Linked DNA regions of Sus scrofa: region 1 is linked to region 2. A link is a contact called in public promoter capture Hi-C data. All regions are on one chromosome and are shown on one strand. The core of a region is the stretch at or near the end of the contact, and the rest is flanking DNA. Distances in the headings are between cores, read along the strand shown.

Region 1 (5,859 bases), core at 723-3,222, 650 kb after region 2:
CCTTGGCGGGACAGTCCCTCTCTGCTGGCAGTCTCTTCCCGCTGGCTCCCTCGACCGGCTAGCTCCTCTGAAAGCCTGGCTGATCAGGAGTGGGGACTCCCCTCACATTGGGGAGCTTGCCCTTTACCCTCAGGACTACTGCTGCCTGGATATCTGGGACCCCAGATCAGGCTCTGGAGACGCTGCTACCTGAGGGGAAGGCCTGAGGTCCAGGTAAGAAGGCAAGACAGTGACTGGGAGTGGGAGAAGGGGCTTGACTGCTGACCCAAATGTCCTAGAAGAAACCAGATGTTTCCAGAAGTTGGAAAGGCAGTGGGCTGGGGATTGGGAAGTGAGGTACCATTCCTGTTGGGATCAAAGTGGAGAGGTATGGGAGTGTGGGGGAAATGCTTGTGGCTTATATCAAGTGGAACCTAAGGCATAGTTGGAGTAGGAAAGAATTAAGGATGCCAGAAGTAGCAGACAGAACTTAGAAGCAGAGCTAGAGCTGCAATAATAGTCCTCTCTGCCTCTCTTCACCCCCTCCCCAGATGGGCCTCTCAGCTCCCACAATCGCTGGCCTCCAGGATGAGCTATCCCATCTTCAGGAGTTATTAAGGAAATGGACACCAAGAATATCTCCTGAGGATCACTCCAAGAAAAGAGATCCAAATACCATTCTTTCCCAATCCCACTGAAATTGCTGGCTCTCTCATGGGCGGGGCAGAGAGTGGTCTGGGGTGAGGGAGAATTCTGTCTAATCCTTCAAATCTTATCTGGTTTTACTCCCTCAGCTTTCATATGCCAGCCTTTAAACAAGCTCACTGACTTGAGTTTCCATAGCTGATAGGTGGCTAACCTTATCCAACTCTTACCCTATCCTTCTTGGTTTAAATAGTTTCTTGTGACCTGAAGAATTAAAGAAACAAAACCAACAAAACCAATCCGGAATATGATTGCCCTTTTTTCATGCATTCCAACCCTTTTGGATGGAAATTTTGGATACTGAGCTGGTAAATTGTGAGGTCAGAGAAACAATTTGTCAGTGCCAACAAGATGGCCTACAGACCTCCTTCTCACCTCCCCCTGCTGCTCCTTTGATTCCAATTTCTATTTCTTCCCTTAAAGTTTTCTCTGGGTGTGGTGTGGCTATGGGAGACACCCAGTCTTTTCCAATTGTATATTTTTGTAACGGCATTTCTATTTAAGGAGTTCATTAAATCACAGTATTTATACACACTGCTGGCATTGTTTCTTGTGTCTGAATAAAGGAACCTAGGTAAGATAGTGATGGTGTGACTCAAGAGAGGAAGATACAGACCGAATTACTGCTAAGGAAATAAGGGGATGGTTCAGGTGAAGCTCTGCAGAATTCATAGTTTGGGTTCTCCCTGTGGTGCTGATGTGGCAAAAACAGACCCAGACGTTGTTGTTGGGGCTGGGGTGTGCTCTGGGGGTTGAGACCAAAGCCTCTGGACTTCAGTGTTAACCACTCTTCAGCGCTGGTCACACACACTCCCATCTCTGAGCCTCTGGTTCCCGTCACCCCCAATGCAATACTGACTAGGCAAGCTCAACGTCACTCCAGCTCAGACATTCCGCAATCCCTTCCCTGAGGAAAAATGAAAGCCCAGGCCAGGACTATGGGGCCCCATCTGTCCAAAGGCTGCGGGCCGGGGTGGACAGCTGCCTCCACGCCTTGGGCAGAAGACCCTTCTCTGGGAATCAAAGGAGGCCACAAAATATACGAAAAATATTGTTCTCTTAGCTCCTGAATTGACATTTTTGGGAGCAGCGTGATCCTTTAACTTCAAGCACTGCCTTAGGGCGTTTGAGAGATTCCGATCCGCGTTCCCCGCCCTAACCTGTCAGAGCGGCACTTCAACACAAAACCAAAGACCGCGGAACACGGTAACACCAATCACTTCAAGTCTCAGCGGCTCCTAAAATGGCCGCGGCCGCTTCCGGCTCCTCCCCTGCATAGGCCCCGCCCACCGCCTCTACGTCCGCCTTCGCCCCGGAAGTGGAAGTAGTACTGCGGTCAGGAGGCGGTATCGCTGCCTGGAGACGGCGGGAGGTCTTTCGCCATGGCTGCTGGGCCGATCTCCGAGCGGAATCAGGGTGAGTGGAGGGCACAAGTCCGGGATGGGCCCAGGGGAGTTTGGGGGATCTCGGGTTACAGCCAGCAGTGTTTCCGCCAGGGCGGGAGATTGGAGCATCCCAAAAGGCGCTAGACCGGCCTGATGCCTGCTGGGGCGGGATGGACGGGTGCCCAGAGGCTGAGGCCTGTAGGTGTGATGTTGTCTATGTCCCATCCCCTGCTGCCTTCCCACTCACGCACACAAAAAATTACAAAGAGAATGTGCGCCAGAACTTTAAATTATATTTAAGAAGATTTTGTATTACCTGGAATGGAGGGCGGTGTAGGGGTATAAGCTAACGTCTTTTTTTTTTTTTTTTTTTTTTTTTCTTTTCTTTTTCTCTTTGCTCCAATACCCCATCTCCACCCGCAACTCCACCGCCTGGGTTCCGACTTCATGTTCCCGTCACCTCCTTATTTCCTCTCATCTCTGTCCTAACCTCCTAACCCTGTCCTCCAGATGCCACTGTGTACGTGGGGGGCCTCGATGAGAAAGTTAGCGAACCACTGCTGTGGGAACTGTTTCTCCAGGCAGGGCCAGTAGTCAACACCCACATGCCAAAGGATAGAGTCACTGGTCAGCATCAAGGTGAGTACATGGCAAGAAGTGCAGTTATTTTTCATTTAATTTATTTTTTGGTCTTTTTGTCATTTCTAGGGCCGCTCCCGCGGCATATGGAGGTTCCCAGGTTAGGGGTTGAATCGGAGCTGTAGCCACTGGCCTATGCCAGAGCCACAGCAAGGTGGGATCCGAGCGGCGTCTGCAACCTACACCACAGCTCACTGGCAACGCCGGATCCTTAACCCACTGAGCAAGGGCAGGGATCGAACCCACAACCTCATGGTTCCTAGTCGGATTCGCTAACCACTGAGCCACGACGGGAACTCCCAAGAAGTGCAGTTATGTTTTGAGGAAACAAACTGCTCCTGGAAGGTCCCGGCAGTATTCACAACTGTTTGGAATAAGCAAGCTAAAGTTTTCTTTCTCTTAAACTCAGTTTGTTTCTGGAACCATTCTCAGTTGAAGTAGGATTATTTTTTCTTGTTCTTTGTACTTTAGAAGGTGAGTTATACCTCATTTTGAATCGCTTCACTTAAGTTAACTCTTCTTTTCCATTTCCCTAGGCTATGGTTTCGTGGAGTTCTTAAGTGAGGAAGATGCTGACTATGCCATTAAGATCATGAACATGATCAAACTCTATGGGAAGCCGATACGGGTGAACAAGGCATCAGCTCACAACAAAAACCTGGATGTGGGAGCCAACATTTTCATTGGAAACCTGGACCCAGAAATTGATGAGAAGTTGCTTTATGATACTTTTAGCGCCTTTGGGGTCATCTTACAAACCCCCAAGATAATGCGGGACCCTGACACAGGCAACTCCAAAGGTTATGCCTTTATTAATTTTGCTTCATTTGATGCTTCGGATGCAGCAATTGAGGCCATGAATGGGCAGTACCTCTGTAACCGCCCAATCACTGTGTCCTATGCCTTCAAGAAGGACTCCAAGGGTGAGCGCCATGGCTCAGCAGCTGAACGACTTCTGGCAGCACAGAACCCACTCTCCCAGGCTGACCGCCCTCATCAGCTCTTTGCAGATGCCCCCCCTCCACCGTCTGCTCCAAATCCTGTGGTATCATCACTGGGGTCTGGGCTTCCTCCACCAGGTAGAGCTTTCTATTCAGAATATGTTTGTCTTAAATTGGGGGGAGGGCAGGAAGAAGGAAAAAGAACCTGGAAAGGAGGGGACATTGAGTCAGTAGGTGATGAGAAAGGGGTTGAGAGGTAATGGATGCAGTGAGAAGAACATTGTTGAATTGTTCTAGCATTTTTTTTTGTTTTTTGTCTTTTTGCCTTTTCTAGAGCCACTCCCATGGCATGTGGTGGTTCCCAGGCTAGGGGTCTAATCGGAGCTGTAGCCACCGGCCTACACCAGAGCCACAGCAACGTGGGATCTGAGCCACATCTTCGACCTACACCACAGCTCATGGCAACGCTAGATCCTTAACCCACTGAGCAAGGGCAGGGACCGAACCCGAAAGCTCATGGTTCCTAGTCAGATTTGTTAACCACTGCACCATGACAGGAACTCCTGTTCTAGAATTTTGAAGTTGTCTAAGTTGCTTCTGACTTTAGAGAGCTGGAAGGAGGGGAAAAGAACTCATCTTGCCTAGAGGCCAGATTGGAACAGGCCCCCTAAAGGTACTCTCTTCTCACTATCATGAACTCTTTTTCTATTTTCTCTACAGGCATGCCTCCTCCTGGCTCTTTCCCACCCCCAGTACCGCCTCCTGGAGCCCTTCCACCTGGGATACCCCCAGCCATGCCCCCACCACCTATGCCTCCTGGGGCTGGAGGACATGGCCCTCCATCAGCAGGAACCCCAGGGGCTGGACATCCTGCACATGGACACTCACATCCTCACCCATTCCCACCGGGTGGGATGCCCCATCCAGGTGGGTTTTCTTTGCTGGGAAGGAGAGGGATTCTTTCACCAGTTATGCTGCTGTTCTCTGTCCTTCAACAATAATAGAGAGTCCCTTTCTTTAGACATTCCTTTCTTCCAGACATTTTTTTTTTTTTGTCTTTTTGCTATTTCTTGGGCCGCTCCCGCGGCATATGGAGGTTCCCAGGCTAGGGGTCGAATCGGAGCTGTAGCCACCAGCCTACGCCAGAGCCACAGCAACGCGGGATCCGAGCCACGTCTGCAACCTACACCACAGCTCACGGCAACGCCAGATCGTTAACCCACTGAGCAAGGGCAGGGATTGAACCCGCAACCTCATGGTTCCTAGTCAGATTCGTTAACCACTGCGCCACGACGGGAACTCCCAGACATTCTTTTATAGAAACAAACACAAAATACTTTAGCCTGTTTACTTTAACAACTATCAGCCTGTTTTCATTTCTTAAAGTTTTACCGAAGAGTATAACTATACTTGCTGGGTTTTGTTTTCTTAACCTTTACTTCCATTCTTTCCTCTGACTTCCACCCCAAAGCAGTCACCTACATGCCAAGTCTAGGCTGCTCCTTATCTTGTTTGATCTTTGCTATTCTTGAAACTGGCCGTGTCCTCCTGTTTGAAAATCTTGTCTTTTTTGGTTTTTATGGATTCTCTTTCTCTCTGAATCCTCAATCTCAGCCACCTTAATAGGCTCCTTTTTCTCAGCTGAGGTTTTTGTGTCTGGCTCTCTTTTTTGCACAGTCCCATTGTTTGTACACTGATGCCACCTAGATGGGTGGCTGTTCCATGGGTATTAACATTCCATACCCTTAATCTTACTGTTTAATGGATGACTACTTTTTTTTTTTTTTTTTGTCTTTTGTCTTTTTGTTGTTGTTGTTGTTGTTGTTTTTGTTGCTACTTCTTGGGCCGCTCCCGCGGCATATGGAGGTTCCCAGGCTAGGGGTTGAATCGGAGCTATAGCCACCGGCCTACGCCAGAGCCACAGCAACACGGGATCCGAGCCGCGCCTGCAACCTACACCACAGCTCACGGCAATGCCGGATCGTTAACCCACTGAGCAAGGGCAGGGACTGAACCCGCAACCTCATGGTTCCTAGTCGGATTCGTTAACCACTGCGCCACGACGGGAACTACTGGATGACTACTTTTATACCCCTGCCCTTCAACCTTATTCTTTCTCTAGTAGTCTTAGTTTTCAGGTGCTTGATTCAGAAATCTGGGAGCTATGTTTGACTCTTCCCTGTTACCCCACTCTTTTTTTTTTCTGTCTT
Region 2 (5,874 bases), core at 883-3,382:
CAAAAAGGGGGGGATGGAATAACTTGAGGTTTCATTAATATATTATTTTTCCCTAGTGTATTAAGCCTTGGTTTTCTTCTACAAAATCATATTCCAATTTTGTCACTAGTTTTTACCAGAAAAATAAAAGTTCAATAACTCAGAATTTTGTTAGCAATTTTCCTAAGTCATCCTCCCATTCATTCAAGGGTGCATTGAATGTCTAATATTTATCAGGCACTGCTGAGCACCAGTGATACAGAAGCAAAACATGATGCCAAAGTGGAATTTTTCTCTATTCTTAGGTTATTTTTTAATCTTTCCCCTCTCATCCTACCCAAAAATATTTTACTATTTTGAGGACATAATGTCTATCTTTCTAACTACTCCAGCACCTCTAATGAAAACCTTACACTTAGAAGGATGTACTTTCAGCAGTCATCAAAAGATATAAATATGTCAATAATAAAAGTTACCCTACTTTTAAAGAACCCAGATATCCTATCTTAGTGGGAAATAGTATGCTAGGTTTAATTTTTTTTTGAAGAAAGAAGAGAGGAAATAAGGAAGAACTGAAGGAAGGAACATCAGATGTAAAAAAGCTCTAAAATTAAAAACATTTAAACTGGAAAGTATCTATTCTGAGTAGTTGTTTTCTTTTAATAGGTTCTTCATCACTTTGATTCGTCTAGTCAAGATTCAGTGCCAAAAAGAAGAAAGTTTAGTGAACCAAAGGAACATATATAAAAAAATGATTTTCTTCATGTTTGCAAAGTTCTTCACAACATTTAAATGAAAGGACACTATATTACTATTTTAAGGTGTGTTTGCCCTACCACTGAAAACTTATAGGTAGTCTTAAGCAGTTAGTACACTGAAATGAATTCTTAGCTATCATATGATGATCTTTAATCTTATCTGAGACAAATTCAAGAGAACTTTTGAGTAAGAACAAAAATAACCAGTGTTGTAATTTATTCTGTTAATTATCTACTCAATTTGATCTATATTCCATTTGGTGGACATTTCCTTTAAACTTATATTAACTTTTAAGGCCCTCTTAAGCCATTTTTTGAAGTAAATAATGTTTATTTTGGTATTAAATTTTGATAGGAATTCATTTTTTACCTATGTTAAAACCATATAATTTAACTGCCTGTGTTTGTCATTATGTTGTTAAAACAATGTTATTCAGTACTTTGATATAGTGTATTAACATAATAATATATAATGTGCAATTAAAAATTGGTGCTTACTTTTTTAGCATTTTTTACAAGACAAAAAAGACTAAAAGTCTGACATTTTGGGTAGCATAAATAAAACATTGTTCAGCATCTAGACTCGTTCATGGCTTCTAATTTTTATTTAAATAGCAGAAAATGTTTAGGCACTAATTTTGACATCATTTCAGTAGATGTTACTTAAGAGTTGAGCACACTTCCTAGAACTTTTGGTAGTGTGAAAGAAACTGTGTTTTTAGTGAGAAATCTGGGATCTGATTTCAGACTTGACTGTTTCCTGTGCTCTACAAAAGGAAGACTTAAAACTTGTCTGTTTGCCTCTTGCAGTTTCAGCAGCCATATTCTAAAAACATACATTATCCATGAGCTCGCCAGTAGCAAGCACTAATAGAGAAAGTATGAATGCTATGGTAGAAATGTGCCTACCCTGTTTAATATAAACCAAATAAACGTCCACAAACTAACCCAGATCAGGTTTTTCTGGAGCAGGAAAGTTAGGGTTAAGCTAATTGTCGAAAACAGCCAATTTTTTAAATGTGTTCTTAGCTTTATTGGATCCCCAACTATCACACCTAATTGTCCCACTATACACTGCTACAGTAACACACCTGCTACACTGAAGTCAGTTGACCAACAGAAACCTTTGTAGATGGGCAGCTGGTGATAGCTCACGGAAGGCTTTGATTGGCCGGATTAGTGGGGGTGGGGAGTGCAGCCCTCTTTCCTCTCTCTACCAAGGTTCCTTCATTGGATTGACCAGCTGTCAGGTTAAACCCAAACCTGCCTCCTTTCGGTGGTGTTTGTCTGGATCGCAACACAATAGCCGGGGGGGAGAGCCTCCTCTTGTAAGCTCTGATTGGCTGAACTCAGCTTTGGAGCTTTCTGATTGGTCTAATGAAGAAACACCAAGGTAGGTTGCCTAGTGATCCTGAGGAAGCTGATGTGTTATTCCTTCTTTGCATCGAAGGATCAGGAAGTTTGTTCCCTTTGCGTGGCTGAGAAGTTTTTCACCTACTAGGACGGGGGTGGGGGGTGGGGGTGGGGACACGTGTCCTAAAATTGAGCTCAAGCTGCAGCCTGCCTTTGGCGGTAACCCAGGAGTAACGTCAGGTAAGCAACGGGGTGAATACATTTCCTAACATCCAAAAAAACCTCCAAGTTTTTTATTTTATGGGGTGAGGGAGGTTTTTATTTAATTTTGGAGCTATTGGTTTTTTGATTTTTTTTGGCTTTTTCCAAATAGTATTTTTAATTAGTAAATGCCCAGGGGCGATTAACTCCTCAAAGAAAATTTTTTATTTTTTTCCCCCAAAGATTTAAAATTTTTTGGATTGGATTAGGAAATAAACCTGTTCCTTATGCCAGATAGGCTTAGTGCTCTTAAGCAATTGTTTCTTGGTTCTCTTCCTCTTTCACTCTTCCCGCCTCCCACCAAGAGTTATTTGAAATATAGCCTTGTACAGAGAATCTCTTGTAAGTCACTTCATTTGTATTTCTTTTTAAATGTTCAAATGCTTTTCTGAGTATTCATTTTAATCAGTATATATTTATCGAGCAGTTACAACGTTAAAGACATTGTGCTAGTTGCTATGGAGAATATAAAAACCCAAGAAGACAATGTCCCTGCCCTCAAGAAGTTTACATTTGAGAGACAGCCATACCAAATGAAAGACTATAATAAATACTTTAAAGGAAGTAAGTATAAATAAAATTGTATGAAAGTACAGCTGAGGGAGAGACCTGTCCTGGCGATGGGACATATGGGTAATGAAGAAGCAGATTCACTTAAGAATAGGCCTTTGAAGAATGGGTAGAATTTAGAGAGGAAGGGAAAAGGGAAAGAACTTTAGCTTGTAAGAATGAGCGGAGGTGGAATTTAAGGGACATGTTTGAAAAATGGTTTAACAGTACATAATTGGGAATAATGGGAAGATTGCTAGAAGGTAGAATGGGATCCAGTCAGAGAGGCTTTTGAATGCATTCTTTTGATCTTGAAAAAGCTATTCTTTTCAATAATTGCTAGTTTAAAATATTATATTTCATCTTAAAAATTGGCATTTAGATTTATGTGAAGTATACTAACTTTATCACAGCTGATAATGCAGTTACTCTTGACTAGATTTTTACAACTGTAGTGCATGGTATAAAAAGGCTTGTACTTTCATAGTTTTGGTAATTGAGAAAGAATATACTAATCTTTTTTTTTTTTTTTTTTTTTTTTTTTTTTTTGCTATTTCTTGGGCCGCTCCCGCGGCATATGGAGGTTCCCAGGCTAGGGGTTGAATTGGAGCTATAGCTGCCGGCCTACGCCAGAGCCACAGCAACGCTGGATCCGAGCCACGTCTGCAACCTACACCACAGCTCATGGCAACGCCGGATCGTTAACCCACTGAGCAAGGGCAGGGACCGAACCCGCAACCTCATGGTTCCTAGTCGGATTCGTTAACCAGTGCGCCATGACGGGAACTCCAGAATATACTAATCTTTTAGCATTTTCTTGCCAGTACTTTTTGTTGGTAGCTGTTTGTGTATTCACAAGATGACTAGCCTAGGGATAGAGACAAAAGTTTTCTAGCTATATGGAGTTACCATACATGATCTTCTGAATGTTATTCTCCAGACTAGCACTCTTCCAAAGTGAGTGCATGAAATGAGTTATGGTCTTGGAAGGAAATATTAGAACGTGTATTTCTATTTAGTTTTTCTGAAAATTTTTTACTATTTTTGTGTATGTTTTATAATGTACCATTGAATAGTACATTATATGTAGAAATATAGAAATTATATGTAGAAATTATTGTATACTCTTCGGGGCTGAATGCTCCATAATTTTTTCTGCCCCATATTATTTAACTTGGGGAGAATCCATTATGTGAAAGAGGAATCACAATGATGGACATTCCCCCGGTTTATAGCTTATACCAAGAAGTCAGCTGGCTTAGAAGGTGATCATTTCTACTGATTTTTAAAATTACTGATTTGATTTCTTGTCAGTGCCTCCTGTAGAGTTCAACCTGTTGTACTTTGGAAAAGATATTGTGTTACTAATTTTCTGGTCATTACTGCTTTCTTTCTCCATTAAAGATTGTAAATATTTATTATCTGTATACATTTTAAATATACACACATGAATATTTAGATGTTTATTTACATAAGCACACATATAGATATATTTTCATCACCTCCAGAAACAGGTGAGAATGACCACTTTAACTCACCGGGCCCGTCGCAGTGAAGTAGGGAAGAACAATGAAAAGAAGGTGGAAAGTGAGGAAGACACTAACCAAGACAGAAGTCAAGACAATGAGGACTCTGGAGACTCTAAGGATATCCGCCTCACCCTTATGGAAGAAGTATTGCTCCTGGGACTGAAAGATAAAGAGGTAATGCACTTGGGTTTGCTAGGCTATCTCAAAGACTTAAATATTGGAATGTTTTTAGGAAGTAATCTGACAAAATAGTTTCATTATGCTAAATTTTCCTTAGAATTGTGTTTCAGCCATCTGGGGGATAGGGGAGTCTGGGAGGGTGGCTGATACTTGAAGGGTAAAATCCAGAAGTATAATTATGTGAAGTATAATTTAATTACAAAATTACCCTATAATTTTAGGAGCTATACACAGTGTCAATTGTTTATAGTTGTAGTTTCCCAAGTGAGATTGATGGTGAAATAACCTCTTATTAAACTAAGAAAGAGCACCACACACTGAAGTCTTCTTGAGCTTTGGGGAGAAAAATCTTTTAAATTAAAAGACAAGGAATGTGTATGATTAATTGTCTTATAAAAATAAACGAGTAGGTTTCTTATGATATAATAAGAATAACTTATTCTGTTCTGTGGATCTTTAGAAGTTAAATATCAACAACTGATGAGAATTATTAGAAAATGTTTTATGGGAGTTCCCTTCGTGGCGCAGTGGAAACGAATCCGACTAGGAACCATGAGGTTGTGGGTTCAATCCCTGCCCTAGCTCAGTGGGTTAAGGATCTGGCGTTGCCATGAGCTGTGGTGTAGATCGAGGGCTACAGCTCGAATTAGACCCCTAGCCTGGGAACCTCCATATGCTGTGGGAGCCACCCAGGAAATGGCAAAAAAACAAAAAAAAAAAAAGAGGAAGAAGAATACCCTTGTTTCTTAGACTTTACATTTTATTTTCTTTATCACTCACTTTTTCCTTCTCTTTATCTGCCATATCAAATCACCAATTTGAAGAAAAATTACAAGACTTGCTGTAGCCTGTGTGTTGTTAAAACTAATATTGGAAACATGCCCACATGTACTTGGCCAAGACACAAATATATCAGAAAATCTTGCCCGGAAGTGTATTTTCCTGTTTGCTGAGAAAGTTGGTGAGGCTCACTTTTATCAAACTCAGATAAATGAAAAAGCAAAATTGACTATCTCAGAGAATATCAGGGTAGGTCTGAAGATTAGGTGGTATAAATATTATTTTGAGATGTTTACACAGTGCCTAGGAAACACTCACTGACTATAAAAGAAGAGCATGTTAGAACTAAAGAGCTGTTTGGTTTGTTTTAATTTTGAATAAGAACCATTAATTTCCTGCTGAATCTAGAGACTAGAATTTTTGCTTTTATTCAAAGAGAAATTGTCTTTGGACTTGTCTTTGTGTATTTCTAAATTTATACTAGT

Evidence for each region. Promoter capture Hi-C pulls out the DNA fragments that hold promoters and counts their contacts.
Region 1: a promoter capture Hi-C map of fetal liver shows a contact between it and region 2, with 3 times the contacts expected there. The contact joins the promoter of SF3B4 here to the promoter of GOLPH3L in region 2. A contact is called at or near these places in 1 of 5 promoter capture datasets (fetal liver) and 1 of 47 Hi-C or Micro-C datasets (heart right ventricle).

The regions. Positions count from the first base shown.
Region 1 is chr4:99,121,592-99,127,450 of Sscrofa11.1, forward strand. SF3B4 (splicing factor 3B subunit 4) reads left to right here and starts at 1,973. Exons shown (of 6, transcript XM_001926489.5): 1 at 1,973-2,100; 2 at 2,580-2,708; 3 at 3,245-3,787; 4 at 4,370-4,576. The coding sequence starts at 2,067. It overlaps MTMR11 (myotubularin related protein 11), which reads left to right. Exons shown (of 17, transcript NM_001243446.1): 16 at 1-213; 17 at 531-1,218. The coding sequence ends at 677.
Region 2 is chr4:98,468,335-98,474,208 of Sscrofa11.1, forward strand. GOLPH3L (Golgi phosphoprotein 3-like) reads left to right here and starts at 2,133. Exons shown (of 5, transcript XM_013997188.2): 1 at 2,133-2,330; 2 at 4,409-4,603. The coding sequence starts at 4,421. HORMAD1 (HORMA domain containing 1) reads left to right here. Exons shown (of 15, transcript NM_001194981.1): 15 at 646-1,316. The coding sequence ends at 726.